Regions from separate parts of the Zea mays genome. Here region 2 is linked to region 1. Evidence: chromatin contacts called from public Hi-C data. All regions are on one chromosome and are shown on one strand. The core of a region is the stretch at or near the end of the contact, and the rest is flanking DNA. Distances in the headings are between cores, read along the strand shown. Region 1 holds the start of LOC100191935 (VIP1 protein). Region 2 holds the start of LOC100193360.

What was found. Hi-C and Micro-C count contacts between places; a contact is called where the count stands out from the background.
Region 2: a Hi-C map of endosperm shows a contact between it and region 1, with 3 times the contacts expected there. The contact joins the promoter of LOC100193360 here to the promoter of LOC100191935 in region 1. A contact is called at or near these places in 2 of 25 Hi-C or Micro-C datasets (ear and endosperm).

The regions. Positions count from the first base shown.
Region 1 is chr8:64,919,187-64,926,333 of Zm-B73-REFERENCE-NAM-5.0, forward strand. It overlaps LOC100191935 (VIP1 protein), which reads left to right and starts at 4,303. Exons shown (of 1, transcript NM_001137359.1): 1 at 4,303-5,253. The coding sequence starts at 4,333. The coding sequence ends at 4,941. It overlaps LOC103635288 (programmed cell death protein 5), which reads right to left and starts at 3,673. Exons shown (of 7, transcript NM_001352153.1): 1 at 3,461-3,673; 2 at 1,749-1,820; 3 at 1,565-1,614; 4 at 1,392-1,456; 5 at 289-380; 6 at 85-156. The coding sequence starts at 3,463.
Region 2 is chr8:65,087,625-65,094,415 of Zm-B73-REFERENCE-NAM-5.0, forward strand. It overlaps LOC100193360, which reads right to left and starts at 2,055. Exons shown (of 4, transcript NM_001363338.1): 1 at 1,994-2,055. It overlaps LOC100501610, which reads left to right and starts at 2,337. Exons shown (of 1, transcript NM_001196294.2): 1 at 2,337-3,776. The coding sequence starts at 2,755. The coding sequence ends at 3,624. It overlaps LOC100280797 (acid phosphatase/vanadium-dependent haloperoxidase related), which reads right to left. Exons shown (of 5, transcript NM_001361082.1): 1 at 6,682-6,791; 2 at 5,716-5,872; 3 at 4,950-5,000; 4 at 4,723-4,818; 5 at 4,097-4,250. The coding sequence ends at 4,191.

The DNA of each region.
Region 1 (7,147 bases), core at 3,053-5,552:
AAAACTAAATCAGTTTTTATAGCAGTGTACGAGGCACAGCAGCTTGTTCAATAGTGTCATAAAAGGTTGTTAAAATGCACATACCGTAACTTTGGTTTGCTTGCTTGTGTGGGTGTTAATTTGCTCTAGAAGGGAGATAAGTCTTTCTTCGGACACCTGGACCCCCAACACCCCCCCCCCCCCCCCAAAAAAAAAGAGCAATTTATATCATTGCTTTATGGACTTCTTGAAGCATCAAAAACTAAAAAAATACAGAATGGGACAAAGGAATCTGTGATTAGCTATTACCTTTTCAGATATTCCACCAGTTTGAGCAGCTCTCAGCAGAACATCCTCCACCCCTCTTGCTTTGTCAGGTTTGACCAAAGCTATGCGGGAGACTGTCAAATTCATGCAAAAATAAGCATTGTATTACGATTCATTTCCCCCCATTTCAACTGTTATACACTTTATTCAGAAGATTTATGACTGGATACTTTGAATAGTAGCCAAACATTTATGATATTCAAAAAATCTATATCTAACATGAAGTTTTTATGATATTCAAATGTTTACATTAAGTATTTTGATCATTGTAGCCCTTCAAGTATCTGTGCTGATTGCTCTACATTAGCAACATTTTCATCTTAGACCATATCATTAATTACACACAACAGAGAATATTTCACTCAGCAAAGTAAGTTGTCTGAAATGGCAAACATCACTAACAAAAAATCCATGCTCCACACCAAACTTATGTTCCTAATCCCCACATACATTTTCTTATTTGATGCAATAGCCAAATATGAGGGAAATTATGTGATGATTCATCAAAGAATACTGATGATCTCCAACTTTAACCATGTGGACAGAGCAACTATAAAGGTCTTTTCAGGAATATACACCCACTGGGTCAGCACACAACAGCTGAAACACATACCAGTTTCACACCAAAGGCTTCTCCCCTGCTTTATAAAAAGCAAAAAAAAAAAAAACATTTGCTGGAAACACCAGGGTTGTAAGGCACAGTTACAATCTAAGTGACTTTGCTTAGACCGGAAACCATGACAGCATGATTGGAAACCAAAACAGTAACACAGAATAGGGCAGGCCCTAGCCACATAACGCTGCTGACCTCACTCCAAAACTTCCACTAGCAAAGAACAGGAACTAAAATTCAGAAGCGAAAAATTAACAGACTGCAATCATACAAGAAAAAAATTAACAGAAGAACTTTTGTGAAGTATTTCATCCGACTTTAATGGGCAGACTTGCAAGGCTCCCTAAAAACACATAAAAGATGAAACATACAAGAAAAAAACCTTACTTTGAGCAGCCATTCAAACCTTACTTTTTTTAAATGTATTAAGCACATATATAAATAAGACATGACATCCATAACAAGAACTTACTCCTTTCTCTGGCTTCAGAAGATAATATCTGAGCAAGCATCATCTGTCGGCGTTCCTCAGCTTCCCTAATAGAGAGTTAGATTCAAATTCAGTATTTGCCAGGTTCCACAGAACATAGCTTGAGATGATGAGCTGTAACATTTAGGAGAAGATGGTGGAGGAATAGACCATACTGTTTCGCGTCTTCCTGAGCTTTTTGTTGGCTTGCATTTTGTTGATTTGCCTAATTAAAAGTTAACATTAGATCAAAAGTCAGTCAACTGAGGAGCACCAAAACAAGCACTTGTGTTAGCAAGGAGATCTACATGTGAGTATGTGACAGCTTCAATTTATGTCATAGAGAGTTTGGTATCTTACCCCACCGCCACCGTGTTTTGCCATTAGTTCTTCCATCCTTCTCTTCCTGATAGCTTCCAATTCTGGGTCAGCCTGGCAAACAAAATTGTATAATTCCATCAGAAGTGAACCAACAAAAGCGTATGGCTGTGGATACTGGATAGAAGTAATCTGTTCCTGCTTGTGCCATATCAAAAGCCAATCAATACATCTGAATGGCCTAAATTCAAATGAATTTAAGATATTTTCCTTTCCTTAAAATACCAAGTTAAACAGAAATATGAAAATATTTAAGAAAAAAGAAGTCGACTAATACTGATTTACTCTAACAATTTCTAATTGTGAGTCAAAAATGACATGGAAGACTGTCACAAAATATCAGAGAAGTAATCCTTCAAAGGTAAAGGAAGACATGCTGAACGGCTGATATTAGATATAAAGGCACACATTTGTGATCATCCAGTTCAATTCCCCCTTTGTGATCAAGAGGATGAATCAGTGCAACATCTTTTGATTTCTTGTGTCTTCTCTAGGGAAGTGTGGTTTAGGATTTTCTCCATGGTTAATCTGCGGCATTTCTCCGCCACAAGGGCTGATTTGGTTTTCCAAGATTGGTGGGCTAATTTGGAGGGCAAGGTCCCTCATGTGCTGTGCAAAGGGATTAACTCCCTTGTGATGTTGGTGGCATGGTGGCTTTGGAAGCAGCGGAATAAATGTGTGTTTGAAGGGGATGCTCCTAGTGGCAACCAAATTATACAGAACATCAAAGATGATGCTCAGAGGTTGTGTCTGGCAGGTGCCAAAGATTTGTGCACCATCTGGCCTTAGTTTAGGGGCAGTTGTTGACGTCTTTTGGCTGTCTTCTATAAAATGTTTATGTGTATTTTTGTTTCTGGCCACCGTAAGGTGGGTTTTCCTTTTTCTTTTGCTTTTTACACTATACTCTGGTCTTCTTTAGACCATTGTTGTTTCTTCTATCTTCTTAATATATTTAATGCGAAGTTCTACTGCTCGTTTTAGAAAAAAAAAGATATAAAGGCACACAAAACACGACAGAAGAGATGGAAGGAATCCTCCAACCCTAACAGAATGATACTGCCTCTGTTCCAAATTATAAGATGTTTTGGTATTTTCTAATCGATAGCTTTTGCTATACACTATGTCTAGATGCATAGTAAAAAGAGTGTATCTAAAAAAAGTCAAAACATCTTATAATTTGGAACGAAGAGAGTACCAGATATGAACATGGCACACACAACACGACAAGGTATGAAAGGAACACGAGCCTCAAAATTACTCTCAGGAAGCTTGCATGAGCAGCTTCAAATAACAACACTCCAGCTCATCTCTAAAGCTCGCAAAACCACTAAATTTTCCCCGTTATTCAGTAATTTTCATCGTTTGGACTTTGAACCAGAACAATGACAAAGGTATTCAAAACATCAACTGCTCAGTCTAGAGTGCTAAACTAGATTGGGCGCAGGTCTCCTTGTGCTTTCTCAGACAACTAAACCAGTAGGGAATGAATCCGAGCGAGGCATTAAGCATAAGAACAGGGATCAGGATGAGTAAGTAATCAAACAACTCATCACAAAGGGGAATCGCAGACCGCAGCCCATCAGATACGTGATCTTCCCACTAAAACAGAACTTAAACCCTAAGATTCAAACACAGACAGAAGGCCACAGATCCTCGCAACCAAGAATAAATGGAAATCACAGCGCCAATCTCACCATCTTGCGCGCGCGCAGCCGAGAGATCGCAAGGCTCTGAGCTCCGAACCTCACTTGAGCGGGGACGGCGTCCACGGTGTGCTCTGGCAGAAAACAGCGAATCGAGCTTCTTCTTTTCCGCGTGTGTGCAACGCCGAACCCCAACGTCTTATCTCAACCATCCGATCTGAAGTCCCTTCTCCACGCCGTCCGATCGGAACATCGACATCCCTTATTCCTTTGGTGAGAGCCGTGATGCCAATGTGTACATACCTGTCGTCGGTTAGTTATCCATATACGCACGGAGTATAAAATCTACCTATACTCATATACTCATACTTGTATGGGTAATTTTATCCGTCGGATAACCTAGTACCCGCTAAGAAGATATCAAATTATAATATTTTGATTATTCAAAATATCAAATAAATATAAAAAATAAGTTTATCTTAAAATATAACAAACCATATAATTATATAACTTGATAGTAAATAAACAATAGTCAAAGAAGGTTTTTATTTTAACTAAGATAGATTTTATTAGATAATAATAATAATAATAATATACATATATATTCTATACATGGTATGCGAGTATGGATAGTATCCACCTGTATCCGTTACCTAATGGGTAGAGATTGTTGTCTACTAATGTACCTGTGGTATAAAAGTTATCTTATAGCCGCTTATATATCGGGTAAAACACGTTCCGGTTTTGGTACCCATTACCATCTGATATTGCAGCATCTCGCTGGCCTACAGGTGGGCCCAAAGGTACCTCTCTCTCCACAGTCCACACCTTCTCTATCTTTTTTTCTATTCCCATTTCCATTCTCGCACCGCATCCACCGCGCCGCCGCGAGAGAGGGTGAGTACTGAGGAGGAGGGTTTCCGATGGAGAACGGCGAGGATACGTTCGCCTCCCCCACCGCCGCCGCCGCGGACTTCTCCACCAACGGCGGGGACGGCACGCCCAAGCTCCACGACGCGGCGGACGAGATCGAGTCCCTCCGCGCGGCGAAGCGCGACCTGGAGGAGAAGCTCGATGCCGTGCGCCACGAGAACCAGTTCCTGTCCTCCGAGTCCCGCCGCCTTGAGGTTCTCGTGTCCCAGGCCCGCGAGGAGGTCGCCGCCGCCGAGCAAGGTGCTGCCACCAACGAGAGCGAGGCCGCCACGCTCCGCAGCGAGGTCGAGCGCCTCCAGGATCTCCTCGCCGCGGAGAAGGCTAGCCATGAGGAGGAGATGCGCAGGGGTGCACGGCTCGGGGACCAGCTGCAGACCGCGTACCAGGAGAAGGCCGCCCTCGAGGAGGAGATCGAGACCCTGAAGGGTTCCGCCACTGCCGAGGGCAAGGGCGTGGAAGAGGGATGTGATTCTATTGCTGCCAGGGCCGGGACGCCTAAGGATCAGGGCGTGGTGCCTCCCGCACTGGTGGCTGCCGCGGCTGCTGGAGCAGCTGCCACGGCTGGCATCGCAGTGGTCTTGTTCAACCTCAAGAGGTAATCTGGTGGTCCGTTGCGCGGAAGTTTTGATCTGCTGCTATGGCCTATATGAGAATGGGTTAACCGTTTTGTTAGTGTCACTGGAGTCGTAGTAGTAGTATCTTTACTATCAGCTGGATAATAGACTAGATGAACATGTATGGCACGTACCTTTACTTTCTGAAGTTTTCAATGATAATAAGAGTCGTGAACACAAACATGAGGGATAATTGAGTTCTTGTCTGGTCTTTTGAGTTGCACCTGATTCCAGACTTTGAATTATTATGACTTGGATGGTTTGTACTGTTAGAGGAAAGATGGTGCTACTTTGTTTAGTTGATGCCTGAGATGTTTTTTTATTGCAAATTTGAAATATGCATGATTGTTTGCATGTATCTCACAGCTTGATGCTTGTAGAGATGTTTGTTGGATGATATGCTGACTGCTAGGCTATATCGCTAGTAATTGAAGATGTGTTGATCTGAATGGATTATCAAACGAATATATTGTGTGCATCTATGAATTTGTTATTGAGGATCTATCATCTATGGATTTATTAGCTGGGTTATTGCTATGTGACTTAATATTGATCACTATCAAGCAATTGACTAATGTTTTCCTCTTCTTTATAAGTGAAGTTGTTACCTTGATTAGTGTTCGTCAGCAAAACATTACTGCTTCTGCTGTTTGCGCTTAGGTTGAGACTAATAGGCGAGAGAAATAAATAGACATTACGAATTTCATGGTATCACGGTTAAGTTAGCAAATGAACCAAGTACATATACTTCGATTAAAGAGGGTAGAGGTCAGTATATTCTAGAACTTCCAGCGGTTAGCAATTTGGTTCGAAGAGTTAAAACTTTGCACATCTCTTATGTGCTCAGGTAATTGGGAGATACTTTGACCAGCACCTGATTGTTGCTCCTTTTTGCTCATAGATAAATAGTTATATATGGCTACCTGTTGCTCCAGACATTTTTTTTAAACAATTATCGTAGAACCGAGCCCATATTACTTGATTATAAGAATAGGCTGAAGTATAACCAAGCACTTTCTAGCTTCTACGATTCGATCTGCACCTGATTCTTCTGAGTGTGTGTACACACTATCATATTGCTGAATCTCCTTGTGTAAAAGAAGAAACCATGTGGCTTGTCTGTTTGTAGACAACTGTAACAATGTAACGTATTGGTGGAGTCTATCTTAATTCTGTCGGTCATCTTCTATCCAGTGGCTTTCATTGGGATGTCACAAGTATTTGTGATGAGGAGCAGTAGAGATTTAGTGTTTCCATGGGTATGTTCTTATATTATTGATAAATGACCAGTTGCCTACACAGGCCATTTGTATCAGGGTGTGCTCAAGTGCCATTTTTTTCAGTGGCGGTTATCTCTCTCTTGCATTTTGTTGATGATGGAAGATATGTGGTGTCAGGAAAAGCGTGATGGATGGTAGATTTTTGGACGCTTGGAAGTGGGCTTGGCGTAGATTTCTGTGTTGGCTTTGGTTGCATTGCATGGACAGCGCGATTAGTTCCGACATGTCTCATTTTTGCCATGTATCAGATACTAGTTCTCATACTGATCGGTTCCTACAAAATGATATACTACTACCGTTACCTGATTAGATCTGGTAGTCGTGCAGTTCAGTTCGGTTCAACTCCTATAAAATGGTAATGCCGTCTGGAAGGTGACAAGTTCCTCAGTGACGAGCTTTTCGCATGCACGATTGTGGGCGTAAACATACTCTTGTCCTGTCCATAGTTGAAATGACTGATGTATATATATATATATATATATATATATATATATATATATATATATATATATATATATATATATATATATATATATATATATATATATATATATATATATATATATATATATATAGCGATGGTAATGGAAGCCCTGAGCTTCATATAGGTGCGCGGAGCGCCAGCCAGACGAGTCGATCCTGGTCGAACCGAATGGGCCTATCCAGGCGGCCCGCATTAATGCACTACAATTATGCAATTATAATAGCTAATACAAATATGCGTAAACCGACGTGGGCCACTTGTTCGAACGTGGGTCGGTGACGTGTAACCCGTAAATTGGGGAAGCGCATTTAAACAGACAGTTACGACACCGTAAATCTATGTATAAAAGCGCATAAATGGCTGTTACTCCCACGATCAGAGCGCCCACGATCAGCGCGGCCACGATCCTAAAATTCAGCAGATAATG
Region 2 (6,791 bases), core at 805-3,304, 170 kb after region 1:
ATCACCGGCGCCAAGGATGCAGAGGTGACAGCGTTCAAGGAAGAGATGAAGACCACCTTCCAAATGAGTGACCTGGGGCATCTCTCCTTCTACCTGGGGATTGAGGTGCACCAGGGTGACTCCGGGATCACACTTCGCCAGACCGCCTATGCCAGGCGCATTGTTGAGCTGGCTGGGCTCACCGACTGCAACCCAGCTCTCACTCCGATGGAGGAGAGGCTGAAGCTGAGTCGCGACAGCACGACGGAGGAGGTGGATGCTACTCAGTACCAGCGTCTTGTGGGGAGCCTTCGCTACCTCGTCCACACACGGCCTGACTTGGCATACTCCGTCGGCTACGTTAGTCGGTTTCTGCAGCGACCGATGACGGAGCATGACCAGGCTGTGAAGAGGATCATCCGCTATGTTGCGGGGACTCTCGACCACGGTCTCTACTACCCGAGGTGCCCTGGGGAGGCACACCTTGTCGGGTACAGCGACAGCGACCACGCCGGTGACATCGACACTAGCAAGAGCACAAGCGGGATCCTCTTCTTCCTCGGCAAGTGCCTCATTAGCTGGCAGTCGGTCAAGCAGCAGGTGGTGGCCATGTCCAGCTGCGAGGCCGAGTACATAGCGGCGTCCACTGCTTCGACTCAGGCGCTCTGACTGGCTCGACTGCTCGGTGATCTCCTCGGAAGAGACACTGGAGCAGTGGAACTCAGGGTGGACAGCCAGTCCGCTCTGGCATTGGCCAAGAACCCCGTGTTCCATGAACGGAGCAAGCACATCCGGCTGAGATACCACTTCATCCGAGACTGCTTGGCGGAAGGGAGCATCAAGGCGCGTTACATCAACACCAAGGATCAGCTTGCAGACCTGCTCACCAAGCCCCTTGGGAAGATCAAGTTTGTTGAGCTTTGCTCCAGGTCCGGGATGACCCAACTTTCTCACAAGACGACGCCCAAGACTTAGGGGGAGAATGATGGAATAAGTCTTGAGCATCTAGAGGACAACAGTCGCTTTTGACTGTCCTCTGTAGTCCTTTAGCATCTAGAGGACAGCTTGACTGTCCTCTGTAGTCTCTTTAGCATCTAGAGGACAGCAGTCGCTTTTTAACTGTTCTCTGTAGTCGCTTTAGCATCTAGAGGACAACAGTCGTTTTTGACTGTCCTCTGTAGTCTCTTTAGCATCTAGAGGACAATCCTGTTGTGTAGTGTGTGTGAGAAGGTGTGGTAGTGCAGCCTCTAGGGCTATAAATATGGGTCTCCAACCCTTAGATGGGTATGGCATTGTGTAGCGTTTGAGGAAATAAACAGAAAAATTGTCCCAACTCATAGTGTCATCCTCTGATGAGAGTTAGAGTCTCTCTACTTACAGTCCATTGACTTAAAATTACACTAAAAACACTACATAGCATATTATAAAATATGCAAACTAAACTCTAAAGTATGTCTTTTGTAACTTTAAATCTTGTTGATTCAATTTATATTTATTTGATATATTTAATTTAAATTTATCTTTAAATATTGCACTTCCTAACATGGATGAATTCCCCGCATGGATACATTTCCCAACGGGGACATGGATGGGTAAAACCTTCCTCGTGAGCATTCGTAGGGATGGTGACAGGATGTGGAGCCATTCTTCGACGGGGAATTTCTCTTTGCCATTCTTAAGCACAGCCCATGAGCCCATAGTTTTGCGATAGCCGACACTCTCAACTAGTAAGAGAGGCCTCGAATCTGTACATGGCCTCGAATTTTGCCGGCACAACCCTGGGCGAAACCCACCAAATGGTATAGCCCCTAGCAAGGTGGTAATTCGTACTACTAGGCTACCAAATACCGAACCGTTTAAGTTCATTAATCATCAATTCGGTCCAGCAAAAAAAAAAATCCACCGCCGTTCATTTTGATTCGACCTGGCTCCGCGCATACGACCTCAGCGGTGGAAATTACAGGAATGCGAATAAGAACTTCAGAAGGTTTAGGTTTAAAGGCTAAGGCCATACCGCAGGTAGCGTACTTGCGCTCCCGGAAGGAGACGAGGAGGTGTACAGGTCGGCCATTCCGGATGCGCGGTACAGGCAGGACCGAGGGGAAGGGAAGAGCCTTGCCGAAAGCGCCGGACGCGAGGATCGCCGCTGGTCGGAGAACCCGAGGGGACAACCGGCCGAGGGTTGTTGGGCCGCCGGTGGTAATGGGCTAATTGATAGCCTGCTAGTTCATGCTTTTTGTTGGACCAGGCCCACTAATGCTTTCACCTTATGAGCATGGAAACGGGATCTGAGGCTCCCGCGGTCCCGCCACCACCTCTGTCCTTTGATGCCCGATGCCAGCCACCGCCACGGTACAGCGCCGACTCCGCCGCCCGAAGAAGTTTCCGTACAGGCCAAAGCCCCCGCCGGAGCCGCATCCTTTCCTCCTCCACCTCAAGTCCCTTCCTTCGCCCGTGGCCGCCGCGGCCTCGCTCCTCTCTGCGCCGCGCCACCTCCACGACCACCCTTTCGCGGCGTGTGTACTGTACCGCGTCGCACGCGCGCGCCTCTTCCCGCTCCTCCCCCCGCTCCTCGCCGCGCTCCGTTCCCTCCGCGTCCCGCTGCAGCCCACCGCGTTCGCCGCGCTCATCGACCACCTCGGCGCCGCCTCCCGGCCCGACGCCGCGCTACTCGTCTTCCGCGCCGTCCCAGCCTTCTGCTCGCACTCCAACGCCACGTTCCACGCCCTCCTCCACTCCCTTGTCTGCAACGGCCGTGTGGACGCCGCGCGGGACATGCTCCCGGAGGCTCCTAAGCTAGGCGTCCGGACCAACGCGGTCTCCTACAACATCATCCTCAAGGGTGTTTGCCACCGGGACGGGTTCTCGGGCGCCCGTGTGGTGCTCGACGAAATGCTCGCCCGCGGCGTGCGCCCCACGGTGGTGACGTTCAACACGCTGGTGGGGTCGGCGTGCCGGGAAGGGGAGCTGGCCGCGGCGGAGCGGCTCGTGGACGAGATGACGCGCCGGGGTGTGGCACCGAACGCCGTGACTTACGCCCTGTTAATGCAGGGGCTCTGCGACGCCGGGCGGTACGACGACGCCAAGAAGCTCTTGTTCGACATGGAGTACCGGGATTGCCAGCCCGATGTGGCGAACTACGGCGTGCTGATGAGCGCGTGCGCGGCGTGTGGGGACGCCGACGGCGTTAAGGGGCTGATCTCCGACATGCGCAAGCGGAAGATGAAGCCCGACGACGCGAGCTACAACGTCCTGATCAGGTGCCTCTGCGACGCCGGCAGGGTCGACGAGGCACATAGGGCGCTGGTCGAGATGCAGCTCAAGGATGGAACAGCGCCGAGCGCCGCCACCTACCGCGTCCTCCTCGACGGGTGCTGCGAAGCGCGCGACTTCGACCTGGGTCTGCGAGTTTTTAACGCGATGCTTGCAAGCGGCCACTGCTCTCTGCCCCCCACGTTCAGGCGGCTGGTGAGAGGGCTCGGCGAGGACGGCAAGGCGGAGGAGGCCTGCTTCGTCTTGGAGCAGATGGGGCAGAGGGGGATGCGGCTGGATGCACAAGGGTGGCAGTCTGTCGCTGCATGCGTTTGCAGCAGCATCAGCGCAAGTGAGATGAAGCTCGTCGATCACCTGATGTCGTCGTCTTGATACTCAGTTCGAGTGGGCCATCTCCAGCATTCGTGTAAACGTGCAAATTATTTTTTATACTATTTGTAAAATGGAGTTTAAAATATGGAGATGGAGTGAGATAGAGTGGGATATGGAGTCTGTTGGAGATAGGTAGTCTGACATTGTTGTACTGGTGTATTTGATTATTTGATTTTGATAATCGTTAGGAGGCAGCTGTTAAATACACCAAAGTTTCTTTATTTTTTCAGCTTAGATGTTGATCGTTTTACGTTAGAATTTAGCTGAGCCCTAAGAGTTTTTACCAAGGAAGTCAAAATATGGGTCTTGTTTAGTACTTCCAGCCAGTTGCAATAGAAACAAAAAAAAATCAATTACCAGTGGAAGAATACTGCTGCTGTGCTGCACAACCTAATCTGTTTCTGTGTCAGCAAACAGAATATACTAACCATTTTCTAGATAATGCCCCGTGCGGTTCACTCTGAAGTGCAGATAGAGGAAAATGAAGCGGTTGATCAATGATATTTTTTTACAAAAATAAGTCAATGGAATTCGTGTACAAGCCAAACCCTATACATTCCTATTCCTTATACAGATTTTCCCATGAAATAAGCAGCTGCACAACCAACAAGTGCTCCTGCAAAAACCTGCAGCGACAAAAGAAAGAGAATGAAACAAGCTAAGTAAAAAAGTAGAAGAAATACGGAAACATATAAAGATATAAATATAATTCAGCAACTGAAAATTCAACAGTCGTATTAAGATACACATGCAGCTAAAAATAGAAGCCATAGGCTAAGAACCCAAAATTTTGTTTTCTTGGGTTAGCATGAAATATTCCAGATTAGATTCTGGAATGCAAGACACAGTTAAGGAGACACATTTGAGCAGCAATACAACATTTTAGTATCGTTAGGCCATTTGTTATGCAGAGGCAACAGTATAATACATTAATACAAACAGGCGCCAAACCAAAAAGGTGGATCATTCCACCATGTTTCATTTCAAGAAAACTCAACAAGTGCCATATTAACTATGTACATAGGAATGCAAATGGGGTTTATAGTTTATACTCACTTGCATCCATGAATAGAAGATAGAAGTATGTAGTAGAGCTACCTGAAGTGGGCTGTGTCCAAGAGGTTCCCGTAGTGGCCGAAAGGTTGAAATGATTGGATGTTCTGGTGGGAAATCACAGACTATTTGATTCAACAACTGCAGCAAAAGTTATTAGATTCAATTAGAAGACAGACACCGATAGATAAAATGGCAACATTCAACTGACAACAACGTGCAACAGAACAATGCCTTATGCTTGCAATATGCATGGTAAATCATAAGCTTACCGCAGCTTGGCGACCTGTGTGCCATCTAATTCCTGATGCATCATACATTACCTATATGACAAAAACGTATGTTCAGGACATATTTAAAAAAGGGCAGCTAACATCAATTTATCTATATAAAAGGGTTCATGTGAATATGCTTGCAACAAAACCTAGCCGTTTTTTACATTCACTTTTTTCTTAAATAAAGATAAAATACTTAAGTAAAGTAGGGGAAAATATATTAGTCATCAGTGCAGAAACTGCTTTAAAATGCAAATCCTAGCATGGTTTCAGATGAGTGATGGCACCGGTGGACATCGGCTGGCATGGTTCCAGAATGCAAAAGCTCTTATCCACATAATATAGATAACTTTGTCAAATTGACAAAAGAACGGTTTTGACATGAAAGTGCATGGAAATTTACAACTGAAACAAAATGAATGTTGGCCACTAGTGCAAGTCAGACACTGGCACACTACCATAAAGGGTGTCCATATTCATGATAAACAGAGTGGAGCAATGTCAACATTATCACTATCTCCAATTATTTAAAAAAAGAAGAAAGAAAAAATAATGCTCATGCCCAGTAAGGCTAAGAGATCAACTATTGGTTGAATTTGTACTAAATAACCCTATTTCCATAAGCAAAAGATGATAAATAAAAACTACTGTGTAGGAACAAAATTAGATGCCAACATCTTCAGAAAAAGGAATGCTTCAAAGGTTGCAACACACACATGCTTACAAAAGAAATTAACGGGACCTGATTGATTTAAGTACATACAACGGCAGCAAAAATCAATGCAAGGGCAAATGCAGAGCTATCTGCGCCTTCTTGTTGACCCACAGCAACGGCCAAGCTCCCCACAGTTGCAGAAAGAGATGACATGACTCCAGCTGAAGTAAGAAATTTCCTTGCATCCCACCTCTTCTCTTTTAACCTGCAACGTCTAGGAAGAACAAATTATGGATTACTGGAACGGCACTACAAACTCTCTAGGTTAAAAACTCAATAGCTCTGAACATCCAGCTATATCCAATTAGCCTTGCGTCAATGCCACAGTCTCATTCAGTTGTAGTCAGTGTTAAAAACATATCTAGGGGGTCAGTTTGCAATTTCGCATGTAGAAACAGTACAATCGGAATTTCAAGGCAGAAGTTGCAATCAAAACCCATGCTGTGTGTGTGGGCAGAAGCAGGAAGTACCACACTCAGTGCAACCTGTTAGTCAGCCTTGCCAGAGTGTCACGCTTCTTACTCGGATTTTAGAAAAGCACATAATGACGAGGGTAATTTGTAACAAACTGTGTCACTGCCACAACCCATGAGGTTACCGACGTGCTATACATACGGGATAGTCTCCTCCACAACCTAGAAACAAATGTAAAAGTTCATCTCCAGCTCGAAATTATGCTTCGTGAAAGTATACACAGATGGGAAAGTCTCCTCCGCAACCTAGAAACAAATGTAAAATCCAGCTCGAAACTAAGCTTCGTGAAAGCAAAGTTCGTTCCTTGCTTCGACAACACATCACACGGGCGGAAACCCTCAATCCAAGCCTGGAGACGGAGAGAGAGAAAGAGAAACTAATTTCCCCGAACCAAACCCCAAACCCGATCGTAAGCATCACCACCCCGCCTAGAAATCGAACCGACAGGGACACAGGAGCAATCGCGTCGGAACCAACGACCAAGTATCGCCCCCCGCGCGTTAGATTTAGATCCAGGAGAGTGGGAATGAGGGAACGCACCAGATGGAGACGAGGTTAACGAAGTTTGCGAAGGCGAAGGCGAGGAGGGCGACGGCGAGGGGGAAGTTGCCGCCTCCTCCGCCCGCGCCGATAGCGCCCGTGCCCCCGGC